2 separate regions of the Danio rerio genome follow, and region 2 is linked to region 1. A link is a contact called in public Hi-C data. All regions are on one chromosome and are shown on one strand. Each heading gives the region's core, a stretch centred on a gene start, on an enhancer-like site or on the middle of the called end of the contact. The rest is flanking DNA. Distances are from core to core; before and after follow the strand shown.

What was found. A called contact is a pair of places that touch in the nucleus more often than the background predicts.
Region 2: a contact with region 1 is called in a Hi-C map of an unstated tissue, with 5 times the contacts expected there. The contact joins the promoter of nog1 here to the enhancer-like site in region 1. A contact is called at or near these places in 2 of 18 Hi-C or Micro-C datasets (embryo and an unstated tissue).

The regions. Positions count from the first base shown.
Region 1 is chr3:7,780,271-7,787,721 of GRCz12tu, reverse strand. It overlaps LOC101883776, which reads left to right. Exons shown (of 5, transcript XM_073944112.1): 3 at 5,518-5,778. Among named protein-coding and RNA genes, the nearest start is that of cbx2, 59 kb to the right of the region's middle. Within about 2 kb of position 5,636, at least 12 of the 62 cell types and tissues checked have an H3K27ac peak or open chromatin away from gene starts, as enhancers often do.
Region 2 is chr3:7,851,850-7,859,300 of GRCz12tu, reverse strand. nog1 (noggin 1) reads left to right here and starts at 4,539. Exons shown (of 1, transcript NM_130983.2): 1 at 4,539-6,681. The coding sequence starts at 4,680. The coding sequence ends at 5,330. All of the region lies in intron 1 of LOC101883776, which reads left to right.

The DNA.
Region 1 (7,451 bases), core at 4,387-6,886:
AAATAGCAAAACGAAAGAGAGAAGACTGTCACCGGCATAGAAGACTATCATCAGCATAGCAGTGAAAGCTAATCCCGTGCCTTCTAATAACCTCTCCCAGGGGCAGCATGTATATTGAGAATAGCAAGGGGCCTAAGACGGATCCTTGAGGCACTCCATACTTCACTGGCGCATTACTTTTGACAGTTGTCCGTTTACATTTGCAGACTGGTAATGGTCAGAAAGCTATTGAGCTGATAGCATCTCTCTGCAAAATCTTCTTAAACACACACACACACACATGATTTGAGGAATCAGTCAAACACTGCCGGACGTTTCAGAGTGTTTCAAGTATTAGCATTTGTCTCCAGACAGCTCGTGCCATGACATCATCATCCAGCGCATCGAATCAGTGTGTGTTTGTGTGTGTGTTCATGTGAGTGTGTGTGTGAAAAGTGAGAGTGTGTGTGTCAGACATGTCGACTCCGCTGCTGTGATGGATGGTCTGTGTTGCAAGACAGATGACAGTGTGTGTCTGCGGCTGGTCTGTGTGTGTGTTAACTGTGTAACACAGGCCAAACTAACGTTTGTTTACACTGCCACGTGAAGGAGTGATTTAAAAACAGCTTGTGTGTGTGTGAAGCTCGGCGCAGATCAGATTTCTAAACAAGCCTTTGAAATGTAGAAGATCGTTAAAGCCGTAGAGGAGTCCTAAATGCAAGCAGTCCGGCAAAACACACACTGTGGCATTTCAGGAGCTCAACAAAACAACACACATGTGGGTCATTTCCAGCCCTAGTGAGACGCCTACATAGGGAGCATCCTGACTGGGTTATCTTTAACTAAATGTTTAGCAATTGAATGTAATTTCTTATTTGTTGTTTTCAAGGTGACTTATTCCCAGCAGAGACACAACGTCGTAAGATGTATATTTTAGGTTTGATTTAGATCGTGATGTCGCGACCAAAATTCAATGTACGTTATTTTGATGTTCAATCACGACCAAAATCCAACATCGAGCCAACATTATATCGACGTCAAATACTGACATTTGTTCATCAGGTATGGCAACCAAAATCCAACGTCTGATAGATGTCATATTGGTAACGTACACACAACGTAAAGCTGTAACATCATTAGATGTTGATATTTGGTTGTTTTTAGGTTGCGTTGGAAAATGACCAAAATCCAACGTTGATTCAACATCTTAAACCAGCGTCATATTGACATCAAGTACTTAAAATTTATTCATCAGGTATGGCAACCAAAATCCAATATGTGCTAGATGTCATAGTGGTATAGTCCATACAATGTCAAGCTGTAACATCATGCGTTGATCTTTGGTTGTTTTTAGGTTGCCCTAGAAAATTACCAAAATCCAACATCGAGCCAACATCTTAAACCAACGTCATATTGACGTCAAATATTGACATTTATTCATCAGGTATGGCAACCAAAATCCAACGTCTGATAGAGGTTATAGTGGTAACGTCCATGCAACGTCAATTTGTAATGTCATTAGATGATATTTGGTTGTTTTTAGGTTGTGTTGGAAAATGACCAAAATCCAACGTTGATTCAACATCTTAAGCCAACGTCATATTGACATTAATTACTGACATTTATTCATCAGGTTTGGCTACCAATATCCAATGTCTGATAGAAGTCATAGTGGAAACGTCCACACAACATCAAGCTGTAACATCATGCGTTTATATTTGGTTGTTTTTAGGTTGCCCTGGAAAATGACCAGAATCGAACGTCGAGCCAACATCTTAAACCAACGTCATATTGACATCAAATACTGACATTTATTCATCAGATATATGGCAACTAAAATCCAACATCTGATAGACGTCATATTGGTAACGTACACACAACGTAAAGCTGTAACATCATTAGGCGTTGATATTTGATTGATTTTTAAGTCGTGTTGGAAAGTTACCAAAAGCCAACGTCTTCTTGACGTCAAATACTGACATTTGTTCATCAGGTATGGCAACCAAAATCCAACGTCTGATGGATGCTATTGTGGTAACCTCCATGCAACGTCAAATTGTAACATCATTAAACGTTGATATTTGGTTGTTTTTAGGTTGCGTTGAAAAATGACCAAAATCCAACATTGATTCAGCATCTTAAAAAAAAAAACGGCATATTGATATCAAGTACTGACATTGATTCATCAGATATGGCAACCAAAATCCAACGTCTGATAGACGTCATAGTGGTAACGTCCACACAATGTCAAGCTGTAACATCGTTAGGCATTGATATTTGGTTGTTTTTTGGTTGCTTTGGAAAGTGATCAAAATCCAACAACTTAGACCAACATTATATTGGCGTTAAATACTGACATTTATTCATCCGGTTTGGCAACCAACATCCAATGTCTGATAGATGTCATAGTGGTAACATCCACACATCATCAAGCTGTAACATCATGCGTTGATCTTTGGTTGTTTTTAGGTTGCCCTGGAAAATGACCAAAATCCAACGTCGAGCCAACATCTTAAACCAACGTCATATTGACATCAAATACTGACATTTGTTCATCAGGTATATGGCAACTTAAATCCAACATCTGATAGACGTCATAGTCGTAACATCCACACAGCGTTAAGCTGTAACATCATTAGGCATTAATATTTGGTTGTTGTTGTTTTTTTGTTTTTTGTTTTGTTTTTTTGCTTTGGAAAGTGACCAAAATCCAGCATCTTAGACCAACATTATATTGACATCAAATACTGACATTTATTCAACAGGTATGGCAACCAAAATCCAACATCTGATAGATGTCATAGTGGTAAAGTCCACACATCATCAAGCTGTAACATTATTAGATATTGATATTTTGGTTGTTTTTATGTTGCATTGCAAAATGACCAAAACCCAACCTCAAGCCAACATCTTAAACCAACGTCATATTGACGTCAAATATTGACATTTATTCATCAGGTATGGCAACCAAAATCCAACATCTAATAGACGTCATAGTGGTAACCTCCACACAAACACAAGCTGTAACTTCATTAGACGTTGATATTTGGTTGTTTTTAGGTTGCGTTGGAAAGTGACCAAAATGCGAGTTATGTCCGACGATGGAAAATGACGTCAATCTGACGTTGAGTTCTGACATCAACCCAATTTTCATTTCCACCTAAATGCAACGTCCCATGACGTGGGGTACAACATTAATCTGACGTTATGTTGACGTTCTGTGCCTGCTGAGGTGTTTTAATGTATTGCCATTGTTGCTTGCTGAAATGTGACAATTTTGGGTTTATTTTTTAGCCCAACTGTGGTCCTTCATCACAGACTACAATGGATCTAAGTTTTTTTTTTATTCTTGATGAATTAACTGTAATAACTTATTTTTTTCCACTAATCCTGTATGCATCTCAAATCATGTTTACAAAGAAATTACAATTATTTTTAAAGCTTCACTTTTTTGTTAATTTATTAGTTGTGTTCAAAGATTCAGTTTAGATCTTTTCCATGCAGACACTTTACTGTATTCAGCTGCATAACCTACACTGCACAGTTTAGAGTGGCTGGCCTAAGGCACACATGTGCAATAATCATGCAGTCTAATCAGCATCTTGATATGTCACACCTGTGAGGTGGATGGACTATCTCAGCAAATTTTTGTTGTTCTACGAGCTCGTACATGTTTTTTTTTTTTTCGGGAGAAGTTGCATGGAAATGTTTGATGCTCGTATGGTCGTGACTCGTACCGTGTTAGAGGAAGTTAGAAGCTGATTAACTTAAAAGCTAAAAAATGTCAAAAAAGTTCAGGAGCCGTCAGGTTAAATTTGTTAGCTGTGGTTTTTAATACCCGCTTTTCTGTTTGCACCCAAAGACCTGTAAGGGTTAGTTCACCCAAAAATTACAATTTTACTCACTATTTACTCGCCCTTGAGTGGTTTCAAACCTTTTTGAGGATCTTTTGTCTGACAAATTAGATGTCTTGAAGGAAGCTGAAAACCATTGAGTTCCATAGTAGGAAAAACAAATATTCGTTGCTGATTTCCAACATTTTTCAAAAATATCTTCTTTTGTGTAGAAAGAAACAGAAGAATGAAAATCTTAAGAGTTTGGAACCACTTGATGCTGAGTAAATGATGAGTAAAATTTACTGCTATTCATTTAACATTAGGGGCGGACCTTAAAGACTTATTTTCTGGTAGTGGGTGGAGTTAGGGGCGGGCCTTAAAGACTTATTTTCTGGTAGTGGGTGGAGTAAGGGGCAGGCCTTAAAGACTTATTTTCTGGTAGCGGGCGGAGATAGGGGCGGGGCCTTAAAGACTTATTTTCTGGTAGCGGGCGGAGATAGGGGCGGGGCCTTAAAGACTTATTTTCTGGTAGCGGGCGGAGATAGGGGCAGACTTTAAAGCAACACTTTTGGTTAAACTTCACCTTTAGTGAAGATTATTTATAAACTAATTTCGAGAGGATCACGTGCTTGTGATTGCTAGCAGCTGGATCCTCATTATCCAGTTCCTAATGCACCAATCAGACGATTCCTAAGCTACTACAAATACCCCGGGTTAAGTACCACCGCTATCTTCATTTTGAAGAATCCCCCCTTCCACCCCTACTCCTCCTTCTCCCTAGGTGGGTGATACGGTGGCCCAGTGCTTAGCACTGTTGCCTCACAGCAAGAATGTCTCTGGTTCCAGGCTTTACCAAATCAGCAGACATTTCTGTGCGGAGTTTGCACGCTCTCCACGTGCTCATGTGGGGTTCCCTGGTTTCCTCCCACCATCCGAAAACATGCAACTTAAGCTAATTGACTAACCCAAATCGGCACTATAGACATGCTCCTACTAAGTAGTTATCTCTTAAGAGCAATCACTAGAGCAGGGGAGTTCTCGAGATCTCCCCTCTCGCCTTGCAACGAGAGGGAGCCCCGTGCTCGAGGATCTTATGAGCTCAGGGCTCTCTCCCGGGACAGCATGCCAAAGTAGCTTATATTCAATCATCAGCTAAGTGTGAACTCTTGAATTGCTCCAGTTTCCTGCGTGGTTCTGGATGTTTCTGCTCATACCGTTTCAGATTCAACTCTGACTTAATATAATGCATTTGTTGAGGTAATATCTTTGCTAAACACTCAATATTTTTGTTATAAACATTTTAATTAGCATATTTATTGAATATGATATTGAATATGGAGCAGTTCAGATCATTTGATGAGCCCTGTTTGAGTTCATATCAAGATCTTTTCGGATTGCAAATCTGAGCACAGTTTGGAAAACTCACAGTTGGATTTTGTCTGAAATCACATGCTCTCTAGAAAAGGTACTTGGATTAGTGAACTATTGTGAGACAGCACATTCTCTTTATATGATGCCATGTGTTATTATGATACTTTTTACTTTCTTATTCAATTCACACACACACGCACACTACTTCTGTCCTATACTGTTTCTCACTCGCTGTATAGTGTGTGATTTCAGAAGCAGGAGATGATATATTGGAGATCTCTGGTGTCCATCAGGAGATTTGAGCAGTTCTCTGCATTTGTTATCATTGCAGCTGATATGGAGTCAGGTAAAGCGTGTCTTCCCATGATGCAGTGTGGCTGAACGTCAGCGAGTCTTTCTGGCGTCTGCGGGTCAGATGTCACATGCAGGTTAAGAGGGGCAAATCCACAGAGACGCGGAGACAGACACACACATTCCTCTATCAGCAGAGCGTCTGCACACTGTTGAGTGAACACTAGAGCTCTTCAGTCAGAGCGCCGGCGCCATCTGCTGACATCTGACACACATGCACCTCAACACCAACAGATTTAAGGTATTTTTTGGTTTAATATTTTATTCAAAATATATATTTTTTTTCATTTTATAATGAGGTAAAAATGTTATTTAACAATGTTAAGTCATTCAAATTGGTAAATTATTATTATTATTATTATTATTATTATTATAAATCAGTCAAACAACAACAGCTTTAAGGTATTTTTTTATTTAATATTTTATTCAAAACTTTTATTTTATTTTATGATGAGGTAAAAATGTATTTTAACAATGTTAAGTTAAATTAGTATTATTATTTAATTTGAAAAAATTACAGTTTAGTAACAATTATCAAAATTATCTGATATATTATCTGATTATAACACTTGAATTATCTGATTATAACAATTATCAGTTTAGTAACAGCAACTTTAAGCTTTTTTTAATGTTTTATTCAAAGCTTCTTTTTCTATTTTATAATGAGGTCAAAAATGTAATTTAACAGTGTTAAGTCATTTAAATAAATAAATAATTTTATTATTATTATTTTATTTTATTTTTTTACAATCAGTCGAGTAACACCAACAGCTTTAAGGTATTTTTTAGCTTTAATATTGTATTCCATTTTTTTATATATAATAATGTAAAAGAAAAAGTTATTTAACAACTTGAAGTAATTTAAATAAATAAATAAATAAATATAATAATAATTATTATTAATATTATCATTTATCAGTCGAGTAACAGCATTAGCTTTCAGGTAATTAATTTTTTTTTTTGCTTTAATATTTTATTCCAAATTTTTTATAATGTTAAGTGATTTAAATAAATGAGTATTATTATTATTTTTTATTTATTTATTTTTACAATCAGTCGAGTAATCGTCACCTTAGAATTATAAGGTTCTATCTGACATTTTTGTCAAAATTGAGTTATTGACATATTCTTATCAAATGACAACTTCTTTACATTATATGACGGTTCTTTATAAGTTGTTTAAATTTTAAGACTTTTTATTTAAAAAAAACCAATCAGGATTTTTAATGCATGCACGAGGACCAATCAGGATCAGCTTTCTTTTTCATTTCGCCGGAATGCTCCATTGACAGCAGGAAAAACATCAGAAAGACAAAATCACACAAAATCAGTCGACTAAATAATGCCGCACCACACAAAATTGAGATGTGTGTAAATGTGATGATTTAGAAGCATTTCTTGACATTGAGATCCATTCATTCATTCATTTGTTCTTCCGCTTAGTACCTTTATTAATCAGGGGTCACCACAGCGGAATGAACCGCCAACTCATCAAGCATATGTTTTACGCAGCTAATGCCCTTCCAGCTGCAACCCATCACTGGGAAACACCCATACACTCTCAATTTCACACATACACTATAGCCAATTTTAGCTTACCCAATTCACCTGTACCGCGTGTACCCTTTCCTGAAACTACACAGAAATGCCAACTGACACAGCCGAGCTCGAACCAGCAACATCCTTGCTGTCAGGCAATCGTGCTACCCACTGCGCCACCGCGTCATCGACATTGAGATGAAATGTTACATTTTACATTGTTGAAAAAGAAAATAATATTGAAAAATGTATATATTAAATGTGAAATATATTTATTTGTTTGTTTATAGTCAGTGAAACTCTTATCAGTGTTTATTAAACTCATTTAGTCATCGTCTGTTTCTTTTAAAGTCTTTAAATGTAATATTTATCCTT
Region 2 (7,451 bases), core at 3,290-5,789, 73 kb before region 1:
GATGGATAGATGGATGGATGGAAAAATGGAAAGTTGGAATATCGATCGATAAATAGAAATATGGATGGATTGATTGATGGCTTGAAAAGGTTGACATATAGAGAAATGGATGGATGATAAATAGATGAACAGATGGATAGAAAGGTGGATTGATGGATAAATGGATGGATAGAAAATATGGATTGATGGATGGATGGATGGATGGATGGATGGATATTTAGATGGACAGATGGATGGATAGATAAATAAACAGATAGATAGATGGATGGATGGAAAAATGGAAAGTTGGAATATAGATAGATAAATAGAAATATGGATATATGGATTGATGGCTTAGATAGATATATAGAGAAATGGATGGATGGATAAATAGATGAACAGATGGAAGGATGAATGAATAGAAAATATGGATGGATTGATAGAAATTATGGATAGATGGAAGGAGATGGATGGATAGATAGAAAATATGGATAAATTAATATTGATGATGGATGGATGGATGGATGGATTGAAAAGATACATGGGATGGATATATAGATTGACAGACGACTGGATGTATATAGATGGATGGATGGATGGATGGATGGATGGATGGGCAGACAGTTGAATTTATTGATGGATGGATAAACCAGCTAGATGGATGGATGGATAAATAGAAAAGATGAAGAGAAGGATGAATGGACAAACAGATAGTTAGCAGGATTGACAGACAGACGGACGGACGGACGGACGGACGGACGGACGGACGGACGGACGGACGGACGGACGGACGGACAGACAGACAGACAGACAGACAGACAGATAGATGGATAGATGGATGAACAGACCCATGGAAATATATAGATGGACAGAAGGACGGTTGGATATCAATAGACAGAAGGATAGCTGGATTGACAGACAGTTGCATGGATGGATGAATGAATGGATGGATGGATAAATGAACAGACGGATAGAAATATCGATAGACAGAAGGATGGATATAGGTGGACAGACAGATGGATGGATAGACGGATGGATTAATTGTTCATTTTTATTATTGTTATGAATTATTGATTGAGTTGTTGATTGTAATAAATTAATTACAGGTCTTGTGAGTCTGAATAGTTATTATTAAGTGTTTTCTAATGAAGCAGGGTGCAGTGCACAGGTGTGTTCAGTGTTTTGTGAGTGCTGACAATAGTGTCTGCTTCTGCTGTCTGATTCAGCTCTCTCTCTCTCTCTCTCTCTCTGTGTCTCTCTCTCGCTCTCTCCGTCTCTCCAGCAGAAGTGTGAATTAGCTCATTCACACAGAAACAGAGATGTATTTCTCTGCGCGTCTGCTTTATGCACAGCTCACTTCTTCCATGCAGCTCCTCTGTGTTTGTCAGTCTCGAGCTGCATTCCGCCGCGCCGGCTTGGTGGGAGATGTTCATTTTGGATGACTCTAGACGGAGTGTTTTATGGCTTTATTCCCCACAGCCTCAGCAGCACACTTGTGTGTTTGTGCTTCTCCAAGTGCCAAGCAGACAGAGATAATGTGGGCTCATCTACTGTATACTGGGTTTATTCAGAGATGTTCAGATGTCTGAACTCATATCATGAGGATGGGAGGAATGATGGACAGATTGATTGAAGGAAACACGGTTGCAAATTAAACTGGATACATTGAACTTGTTGTTGAGTTCAGTGCAGCATTGTAGAACATATTAACACACCCCTATACCAGAAAACGTTGTGACGGTTTGGAAAATGCAAATAACGATAGTCTCCTTTACAATGGTCTTGCTGAGGACAGATACGCACCATTTACATGGGGCTTCAGCGTCAACGCTTGACTGAAGGTGTGTCTGAAGTTGGGGCTGAAGCGATCGTCATAACAGCGTCAGCCAATGAAATTCAGTCAGCAATAGGCCACTGTCTAGCTGGTGTATTTGCATACAGCGATCTGATTGGTTGACACTTCCATCGGCGCTTGATAAGTTAAGCTAGTCCCAACTTCTGCAGCGAGCAACGTCTCTGAAGCGGTGCCGACGGATCCACAATGCAGTTCGGCAACACCTGACATCACCCATTCAATGTGAATAGGAAGCGTTGACGCTGACGCCCCATGTGAATGGGGCGTTACAACCCTTTTTGCATCCTTGTTGAAAGTTACATTGCTAGCGAATAAAGATTTATGTTAATTTAGCAAGCTGAATGCATTGTGTACTGATTAGGAGACATGGAATAGATTGATTGACAGTGGTCTACAGCCAATCAGGACGCAGAACTCAATGCACTGTAAAAAACAAAGCAAAACAAAAAACAAAACCAAGTCAAACTGCAGTAAATAAAATCTGCTAAACTGTGTGGCCCAAAAGGTGAACCTTATAGTGAGAGACCACTGTATATGTCATTTTATTTACCTTGTAATGCTTGCCGCAAGCTCCATCTGAAATTGTGATGAATCCAGATAGAAAAATGAACAATTAATAAAGAAGTTGGGTCAAAATAACCAAACCCAGATGTTCAAAGGTGAGAGAAGCCTTTACTGTCCTTTCAGTTGGGTTGACTAAGCTTGGGCAACCAGTACCCGAGTAGGGCTGCTCGATTTTGGGAAAAATCATAATCACGATAATTTTGGTCATAATTGTAATCACGATTATTCAAAACGATTATTATTTTTAAGTCAAAATATTAACGCTCCTGAGATTTTTTTTTTTTTTTAATTTTAACAGTATTTCCTTTAATATTTTTTTTCTTCTGGAGAAAGGCTTATTTGTTTTATTTTGGCTAGAATAAAAGCAGGTTTAAATATTTTGAAACCCATTTTAAGGTCAATAATATTAGCCCCCTTATATATTTTTTGATTGTCTGCATCTGCAACTATATATATATATTTATATATATATTTCTTTTCCACCCTGCAAAGGAATGCGAAATAAATACAATAGTATAAAAATATGAAATAAACTGAGCTTTAAGCATCTTCACTGTAAGAAAAACACTTTTAAGCCAAACAGTTTAGCTTCTCCTTTTGTTTGATTAATAATCATAAAAACAGGTGGCATCAGGGATATTGCGCACGGTCACTTTAATGGTTTCTCTTTCACGTGTCTTTTGATTTTCAACTCTTTGTTTATTACTCAAATGAGGGTTAATATGAATAATTACTAAACTCCACGTTTTGACACCTATTTGACCATTAAACGCTCACATTAAGATGACTTAAGGTGTGTGCGCTCGGCACAGCTCAGTGTGCGAATAAGACGGAATGCTAACCACATGCTTCTGACTGTGTGTGTGTGCCGCACACACACTCAGAATCATGCGGTCTTTTGCGCTTTTAAGAGCAACAGAAGGGGCCAGTATATGATGCAATAATCGCTTATACCGATTAATGGTTTTTCATAATTGTTAGAAGCCAAAATTTAAATCGAAATCGGTTTTCCGATTAATTGCACAGCCCTATACCCGAGACAACTTAGCAGTTTTGACCCTGCACAATTAACCCAAAAATGTGTTTCCAGCATAAACCCTGCGTCTTTTACAATGTAGCTGGCACCCATTGACTCCCATTGGCACCCATTGCTTATTAATGCATATCACTGGACTTACGGAGACATGACTGTACACTCTAAAAAACCTTGAGTTATTTGTTTAACCCAATTGTTGAGTTAAACAAATTGGTTGGTGCTTTGTTGGGTTATTTTTAACCTTTATTAGGTTATTTATATAACAACTCAACCAGTTGGGTTACAGTTTTGGGTTTCAACAGTCAACTGATTTGACTGACACAGAACAGCTGTAATAATATGCATTTATAATGTTGTTTTTGCTTTCTAAAGTTTATTAAGGCTTTAATACAATGATATTGTTATATCTTTTATTAAATGACCTCTCCATGTCGTGTTTTTAATTATTGATACTGAGAGCTTTAAAGCCGATCAATACTAAATCCCTTTCTCCACCTCCCGTGTTCATCTCTGCGCTCCCGGATTCTAACCTTTAGGACCCAGCGGAGACATTCATTTATTTAATGCCATAATTAGGAATTCATAGTAGGAATAGTAATAGTAATCCCAGAATGGAGAAAATAACATTTAATCAAAATGACCCAATGCATTGGGATAAATGATTTAACCCAGTGCATTGGGTAATGTAACCCTATTTGGGAAGGTGCTATACAAACCTAAAGTTGGTGTCAATTTTTTTTTTAAACTCACATTTCTCAAGATTTTAATAAAAAAGTGATTTCTGACACTTTTTTTCATAAACTTTTATTAAACACACATCTCTGGATTTAAGTTGTGAAAATTTAAAGACACCACAAAAAAACATCGCCTCTGGACATCAGTTAGAAAACTGTCCGACAGGGGGCGTCAAACGCCGAGCGCCTGCAGCCACGCCTCCTCCTCCTGCTCATCTGAGTCTGAAAGGAAGTGTCGGGGAATCTCCTGCAAACAAACTCACATTGAGAAAAAAGAAAAAGCGAGAGAAGTGTATTGCATCACAGGGGCGCGCGTGTATAAATCAGAGGCGCGCGCGTGAGAGTCAGGCATTCCCAAAAAACACTCAGACGCGGGGCTCCTTCAATCGTGATGCTTTCTCACGATTCCCACGCATTTACCACACCTCGACATCAGATATGCACGGAATTACGCACGGATAAATCCCGCGTTTAATCTCCGATCTCGCTTTTGGATGAAGATTTCAAAAGGATGGATTTCCCGCGGTGTTTGCTGTCCGCGTACTTGCTGCTGCTCTCCTTCGCACAGTGCCAGCACTATTACCTGCTCAGACCCATCCCGAGTGACACTTTACCCCTGCTGGAGCTGAAGGAGGACCCGGACCCGCTCTACGATCCGCGGGAGAAGGATCTAAACGAGACCGAGCTGAGGAGCGCGCTCGGGGACTTTGACAGCCGCTTTCTGTCGGTCGGTCCTCCTCAGGACCGCTACGCGGGGAACGAGGACCTGGACGAGCAGGAGCTCCAGCTGAACCTCGCCGGGATGATGCCCAAAGACATCAAGAACCTGGACTTTGACGCGCCGTGGGGCAAAAAGCGCAAAGCCAGCAAGAAGCTGAAGCGGCGGCTGCAGATGTGGCTGTGGTCCTACTCGTTCTGCCCGGTGCTGTACGCCTGGAATGACCTGGGCTCGCGCTTTTGGCCGCGGTTCGTGCGCGCGGGGAGCTGCTACACCAAGCGCTCATGCTCGGTGCCGGAGGGCATGGTGTGCAAACCGGCCAAATCAACACACATCACGCTGCTGCGCTGGAGATGCGTGGCGAGGAGAGGCGCACTCAAGTGCGCGTGGATACCGGTGCAGTATCCCATCATCACAGAGTGCAAATGCTCATGCGCGAACTGACCAGCAGAAATAAAAAACATTATAATATTGAACTCCTGATGCGTTTCTGGACTCTGATGTGAAGCGTATTAATGCATATCGCTGGACTTAAATTATGGAGACATGACTGTACAAAATGTATCTCATATTTGTAAAATCCACATTGCTGGAAGAACTTTCTAAAGAAGAGAATTCAGACATGAACATCTTTTATAAAACAAATCTCTGGATTTAAGTTATGAACACTTTTATTTTGTGTTTTGGAAACACTTTATATTAACTTTAAGTCATTTAAAGAGATTAAAGATTTTAATTTTGTTGTTTTAAACAGGTTTGAGTTTCTTCTGTTGAGCACAAAAGAAGATAATTTGAGAAATGTTGATAGCTGGCACCCATTCACTTCCATAGTATTTATTTTTTACAATGGAAGTAAATGGGTGAACTGGCCGCTCATTCAGAAAACCCATAATAGAGCTCCTGATATGGTTCTGGACTCTGATGTGAAGCACATTAATGCATGTTGCTGGACTTAAATTATGGAGACACGACTGTACAAAATATATCTCATATTTAAAATTCACATTTCTGGAAGAACTTTATAAAAAAAGAGAACATTATTTATACAAATCTCTGGATTTGTTAAGAAAAGCTTTTATTTTGTGTTTTGGAAACACTTTATATTAATTTTAGATCATTTAAACATTATTTTCAGACATATTTAAATTCTGTCATTGTTTACTTGCTAAAAACCCGTTGGAGTTTTATCTGTTAAACCCAAAAGAAGATAATTCGAAGAATGCTGGTGATCGGCTCCTATTGACTTCCATACTATTTTTTTTTTATCGAAGTGCCAGCAGCATTCTTCAAAATATCTTCTTTTGGTGTTCAACATAAGACCACATGAGGGAGAGTAAATAATAAGGCAATGTTCATCTAAACACAATGCTGTGCAGATCAATAGCTCACACATTCAGATTTGATAACTGATGACTCAGCGTTGTGTTTTATATTAATATCTGTCATGCAAGTGTTCCCTTTCGTTTGTGTATGCACTATCATGTGTAGGAATGTATTGTCTGTATATGTCGTGCCATCATGTAATGATCTAGCCAGTATTATGTGTAGTAATATCCAGAGTCTACTGTAATTGTGGAAAATATTGGGTTGTATTTATATTGCAGAGAATGGAGCTGTCTGAGATGTCTATAAGGTTTTTTTTCCCACACAGATTCGACGACCTCAAAATTTATTGTGGATTTTTAATTTTTTTTTAAAGTCTCACATGCTGTGACGGCCGGAGACGATTTATCCTGTAAATTAAGATGAACTGTTATTTATTCTTTATATTCAGATAATAAAATATCAAACACAACGAATGGTTTGAGCTTTTTTTGTTTCCTCTGCCTTTGTTTCTTCTCATGAAAGAAACTTCAAAGAGGGTCTCCTAATTTACCATGACATGCTCTCACCTGGCTTAAGGGCCCCCGTAACCAAGGCAACCAATGCTGATGCTCACAGTGGCCCGTGTGGAGCCTTTTTATTACATCACATAATAATGCAGATCACAGTAATCAAACTATATTTAGGCCTAAATGTGAGGTTTATGTGTGTGAATTGAAGATAGATTCAGTTTGGTTAATGTAAGCGTATTTTTTGCATGTTATAGTACTAATAAAATTAATGGATTTTATAATCAGTCCGACCACAATACTTTTTATGCAATTGTCTTATTGCAGTTGTCTTATCTCTTATATATACTGGTTAACATTGATGCATTTACTTGAAATAAAATAAAATATTTTAATAAGATAATAATTATGTAATGTAATAATGTATTTAAAAAATAAATGAAATAATAATAAAATAAAATATTTTAATAAGATAATAATGTAATAATGTAATGTAATAATGTATAAAAAATAAAACGAAATAATTTAAAATAATAATAAAATAAAATATTTTAATAAAATAATAATGTAATTATTTAATGTAATAATGTATTTAAAAAATTTAATGAAATAATTTGAAAAAATAATTAAATAAAATATTTTAATAAGACAATATGTAATAGTGTATTTAAAAAATAAATGAAATAAAATAAAATACTTAAATAAGATAGTAATGTAATAATGTAATGTAATA